2 separate regions of the Mus musculus genome follow, and region 1 is linked to region 2. The links are chromatin contacts, called in public Hi-C maps. All regions are on one chromosome and are shown on one strand. Each heading gives the region's core, a stretch centred on a gene start, on an enhancer-like site or on the middle of the called end of the contact. The rest is flanking DNA. Distances are from core to core; before and after follow the strand shown.

Region 1 (2,700 bases), core at 29-2,528, 190 kb before region 2:
AGCAAAAATCAAATGCTATCCTTCCTTGGCTATTTTGAAATGACTCCTTCCTTAAAACAAAATACAATACTTGCCCACAGCAGCATATGGTTACAATGAAAGAAAACCTAAATTCTGAAACACACTTGGACATTGATGAAGCATTAAGGCAAGGTGCTAAGTGAAAAAGGTAGATCTAAAATCATAACTATCACGTGGTCCCCCTTATGTGACTATCTAGTCACAGCAGAGGCATAGAGCTAAGGAAGAAATTAAAGATGAGCAGGGGCCACGGAGCAGGAATGGGTAGTGACTGCTTAGCGTGCACAGCGTTTGTGATAAGTGATGGTAGAGACAGTTCTTTGAGGAGATAGTGGAAGTAGTCTATAACCTTGTGGACATACACAGGACTAGTAAATTATAAGTTGGGAATGCTCCATTTTATATTATGTGCATTTTACCTTATTAAAATATTAATTAAGCTCTCTTCCCAAGGCTTAGGGACCATTACAGAAAAAGGGGGAGGGGAGGGAGAAAGGAATGTAAGGGCCTGAGGTCAGAGGGAGATCAGAGAAGAACAGCATCTCCCACATGCCACAACCTCCGTACTCAGCCTATCACTACAGCTGTGGCTCCGTGCAGAAGCCTGTAGGATCAAGACAGTCGCCATCTTGTCATGGAATGGGAAGGGGTTCATGAGACCCTAACACTAGTTAAGGAACTAAGTTGATGGTTTTGTAAGGAAGGGCGGGTTTATTCTTGAGGAAGTGGCTTCTGGTAGGCTGGCCACATTTCTCTGGCTGGCCCCATCCCCAGGAGTATGTAGACAGTGGAAACTGAAGTTGGTGTACTGTTAAGTCTTTCCTTTTTAAATACAGGATACAAAGTTGGAGGTTGTAGGGAGGCAGAGGTGAACCTGGGAGCAGTTAAGGGGAGAAATCTGGGGTAAATATAATAAAAAAAATACTTGGCATGAAATTCTCAAAGAATCAATTAAAATATTTTTAAAAGTAAACTTGAGGTGTTAAAGAAAATTAATGAATTAAAATTAAAAAATGGGCCACCCCTCTCAAAATCTTATGAGTACCTGTGCTCATCAGAGACTTTGGATGAAAGTGTAAATTTTCTGAAAAAAAAAAATAGGGTGTCAAATAATGAGTTGCTGGCACAGAGCTCACTGGACCAACTGGGAGGTGATGTCTGGGCTTCGAGCCAGTAGTGTATCCCAGGAGCCACTCCACCCCTAGGCGTGTTCAACATTCCCATCCTCCCCAGAGCTCATTACTTGGGAGAGAGTGGCCCAGAGAACTTTCCAGCAGGATGGAAACATTCTTTGTTCATTCAACAGCCATTGTCGACACAGGGCTACTGAGTAACTGAAAAATGACTCAGGCTGACCAAAGAGCTAATAAATTTTACTTCATCTTTATGGAGAGATGACTATCAAATTGGACAACAGAGTTTTTAGAGAGCTCTATGCTGGGCTTTCTCTGGCTATACCTTGTCCCCAAGGGTGAGGGCTAGCAGGGCGTAGAGGGCTTCCATGGTCCTTTCCTTTCACATTCCTCAAGAATTAATGCGAACTTCAAGGAGGAACAAATGGGTTTGAAAACAGGTTTGAGGGGGAATCGGCTCAGTGTGCGTGGCGTGTGTTGGATTCCAAAGATATGAGATTCAAGGCCTTGCGATTTCCAGATGGACACTTTGCCACTTGAGCCTCCTTTCTATCATCCCACCTTTTTCTGTTGAGAAGAAGAGTAGTGGAAAAGCTGGGAATTTAGTACAGCAGAAAGTGTCCATAATGCCAGCTCTGGGCATGTGGAGATATGACTGGCTCTGGAGTCCATTGGTGAGGGACACTGTATCAAAAACTCAGAGGTGCAGGGGAACCAAAAAAGATCTCTGACGTTAACATCTGGCCTCCACATAGATGCACACGCATGCACATGAACCTGTGTGCACATGTGCATTCATCCACATGAACAGATTACACACACGAAAGCACACATGCACAGAGAATCTTAGCCAATGCAAGTGAAAGTGAACACACACACACACAGCATCTTAGCCAATGCAAGTGAACACACACACACACACACACACATCTTAGTCAATGCAAGGGAATTAATAACGGAGCCATATGTCAGGAATGAAGACCTGAGACTGGAAGGGTCCCTTTAAACCCAGCAGCTGAAGACATGGCTTTAGGCTCGTACTAGGAGACTACCAGTGAGAGGACCAAGAGGGGAAGGCTGAGTGGGGCTCATTCTCCTGCAATCACCTTGTATATCTCCACTTGAGGTCTTGGGAAGAAGAGAAAGTCCTTCTGTAATGGAGAAGGAAGAACCGTTCATATCTTGCTGGAGGGCAGTTCCTTCCTGGCTCCAGGTCTTGGTGTACCTTGTCTGTGATGAGAGGCCCATGGTCCACACAGCTCTACTACAATCAATCTTAGATTAGGAGCGAAACTGGCCAGGGCTGTGATAAAGCATCCTGGCTCTGATTTCCCACGTGGTGTATGTTCTTTCTGATGCTCCTTACTTTCATGCTTTTCCCTAAGGAGATCATGTCCCAACCGTGGTGCTGAAGATACAGGTCAGAATCTGGAAACCTATCTTTGGCCGAATCAAATCCCTACTGAACTTGGGCATCAAGGGGTGGGGAGTAGAAGCCGGGGAGAACTGCCTCTTTCTGGTGGCTGATTCTTTTCTGTGAAAAAGC
Region 2 (2,700 bases), core at 100-2,599:
CAATTCTTTTTTTCTGTGTAATTTGAACAAAAGAAAAAATAGTTGAGAAAATATTCTCAGAAGGATTCTTGCTCGGAGTGGTAGGTGGAAGGTGAGAAAGGATTGAGAGGAAAGTAGACTAATTCAGCATATTTTCTACTCTTGACATTTTTTTTTATTTGATGCTGCTCTTCCTTGCAATTCACTCTTTTCTGAAGTGTTCATCCCCATGGTCTAGAGTTCTATACAGGAAAAAGAAAAAAAGAACTGCCCATCATTCTGACCATTAGGGCTTACCATACTGAAAGACATGCTGAAAACATCTTAGGAAAGCTAATTGAGATGAAACTGTGCTCCCATTGTTAACAGCAATGATTCATACTCCATATGTTCAACTCCACCAACATCTCTGTGTTACATGGGACAATCACCATCTAGATGTGACCTTTATAGAAGAGGCTAGCCCATAGGATCAGTCATTTGGAGATTACCATGATGCATGTGCCTCCTCTGGTCCTCTGGTGCCTTATGGAAACATTGGTCATGGAAGAATTCTAGAACCTTCGCTAGAAGAGTGAATCTTTGCTGAATTTCCCAAGTCAGCCAGGACAGTGAATGAGAAGGAAGAGTGGCCTTAGCTGCCTGGAAGTTTCCCAAAGGTGTCTACCTCCAAAAGATGTTTCCTAAGTTTTGGAAACTTATAAACATTTTTTAAAGTTTATTTATTTTTAATGTATGAGTGTTGGCCTTCATGTATGTATGTGCATTCAGTACTTGCTGAGGCCAGATGAAGTCACCGGGTTTCGTGGAACTGGAATTACAGATGACTATGAGCCAGCGTGTGGGTGCTGGAAACCCAACCCCGTTTTCTGCAAGAACAGCAAGTGCTGTTAGCTGCTGAGGTGTACCTCCAGTGCCAGGTGTAGAAACATTTAATTCAAGATAAACCCATCTTAACAAAGTCATGTGTACACCATGCAGCATTCCTAGCAAACTCTGTTACACAACAGACTCATACTTTTAAGGAACTTTGACATGTGCTATCATGAGATCTGAAGAGATGCTGTGAGATGAAAGGGGATATATTTCATTCCCGTTTTACAGAGGGAGGAATCTAGATGTCACAGCTGACAAATGATTCCTTCTAGGCCATGTGGCCTGTGCATCAGAAAGTTCAGAAGACTCTTTTCTTCGTCTTTTGAATATTGTGTAATCACTCAAGCTTCTGATTCACACAAGGAGTCATAAAACTAGAAATGATGGCTGAGATTTTTCTGATTTCTAAATTTTGCAACAACAGGATGACAACCATGACTAAGTAGGCAAGAGTCACAATGCACATGAACAAGTAAGGAGGAGTAGACCGCTGGCTTTGGAGATTCACATCTGCATGAGTCAGAGTTCCCAAGAGAAACTGAATCAACCACAATCCACTTTCCACATCTAGATCCAGTTTGACACTGAGAAGGACTGAGAGGGATCCATAGAAACAAGAAATAACTGTGAGTCTCAGTTCTTTGACCTCCAGAACAGAAAGACGTTCTCCTTCAAAAAGACAGACAGACAGGAGGAATCTCTTCTTCTCTTGGAGGAAAACTCAGCATCTTCCATTCACATCTTTGATTTGCTGCATGAGAACTTCACACACTGTGGTCCAGCGCTAATCTCATCCAAATTCAGACTTGCAGAGATATGCAGAACAATGGTTGGATTCTTGGGTATCCTGGGGCCCACCCAAATTGACCACAGACACAACTCTTATAATTTTTCTCTTCTGAACTTACCTACCATCCCCATCATACACCTACAGTAATCATATATAATCAGCAAGTGAGAAAAAGAAAAACACCATGCTCCTATACCAGACTACATCTATCCTATGTATAATTAAAAATTAGGTCTTTCCTCGGAAGATGATGTAAAGTATTTTGCTTCTCTCCTGACATCTCATCAGAATGTAATGCCCTGAATTGAGTCCATCACTCTATATTCATATATGAAAGCCTCAGACCCGACCGTATCTGAAGACAGGGGCATTTGCAGGTCACCGAGAACAGATGGATGTATAGAGGTAAAGCCTTAGCCCAGGAAGACTGGCTTTCTTAAAGAAAAAGGCAGTGCGAAGTAGAGGGGGAAATGCCCACATGGAAACATATCCAGAGGTAGCCTTTTAAATCCGGGGGCACAAGGGTCACTAGGATATAATCTGCTGGGACTTCGTCTTGGAATGTCAGGCCTCTAGAGCTGAGAGAGAATGAATGTCTACTGGTTATGTTACAAAGTCTAATTTGGCCTCCTGATCCTAGATGAAAGCTTAAAATATTTGTTATGATCTCAGAGGACAAATGTTAGTTTTAAAGCATCAGTCCAATGGTGGGTATGTGCTCATTATTTTGATTTCTCTCTTCAATTCACATGCTGGACCTAGATCTTAAGTGAAGCTCTTCTTTAAAAAAAATCAACCAGACAACATATTTTCCTGATGTTTAGAGAGTTGGATCATAAATTCCTCAATGTCTTGGGCAAGATTCCATATTATGGTTTCAAAACAGTATGTTGGTGTCACCAGTCATAGGGAGGGAGGCTGAAAAAAAGAATAAACAAACAATTTTGAGTACTGTGGTGATTAATATAATTATCAAGTTTGTGCAATCCAGAAACATTTGGAACGCAGGTCACTTGGCATGAAAGTGATGAATTGTCTTGATTAGGTTAATTGAG

The links. Hi-C and Micro-C count contacts between places; a contact is called where the count stands out from the background.
Region 1: a contact with region 2 is called in a Hi-C map of the C2C12 cell line, with 2.5 times the contacts expected there. The contact joins two enhancer-like sites. A contact is called at or near these places in 8 of 39 promoter capture datasets (the 3T3-L1 cell line, 3T3-L1-derived adipocytes, the C10 cell line and 4 more), 4 of 484 Hi-C or Micro-C datasets (the 3T3-L1 cell line, the C2C12 cell line, adipose-derived mesenchymal stem cells and 1 more) and 1 of 115 datasets of contacts at active chromatin or transcription factors (fibro-adipogenic progenitors).

Annotation. Positions count from the first base shown.
Region 1 is chr10:68,896,254-68,898,953 of GRCm38.p6, reverse strand. No RefSeq gene overlaps it. Among named protein-coding and RNA genes, the nearest start is that of Gm32931, 75 kb to the right of the region's middle. Within about 2 kb of position 1,278, at least 17 of the 459 cell types and tissues checked have an H3K27ac peak or open chromatin away from gene starts, as enhancers often do. A contact at or near this core is called in the C2C12 cell line and adipose-derived mesenchymal stem cells, where this site is marked.
Region 2 is chr10:68,704,295-68,706,994 of GRCm38.p6, reverse strand. No RefSeq gene overlaps it. Among named protein-coding and RNA genes, the nearest start is that of Tmem26, 18 kb to the left of the region's middle. Within about 2 kb of position 1,349, at least 39 of the 459 cell types and tissues checked have an H3K27ac peak or open chromatin away from gene starts, as enhancers often do. A contact at or near this core is called in the C2C12 cell line and adipose-derived mesenchymal stem cells, where this site is marked.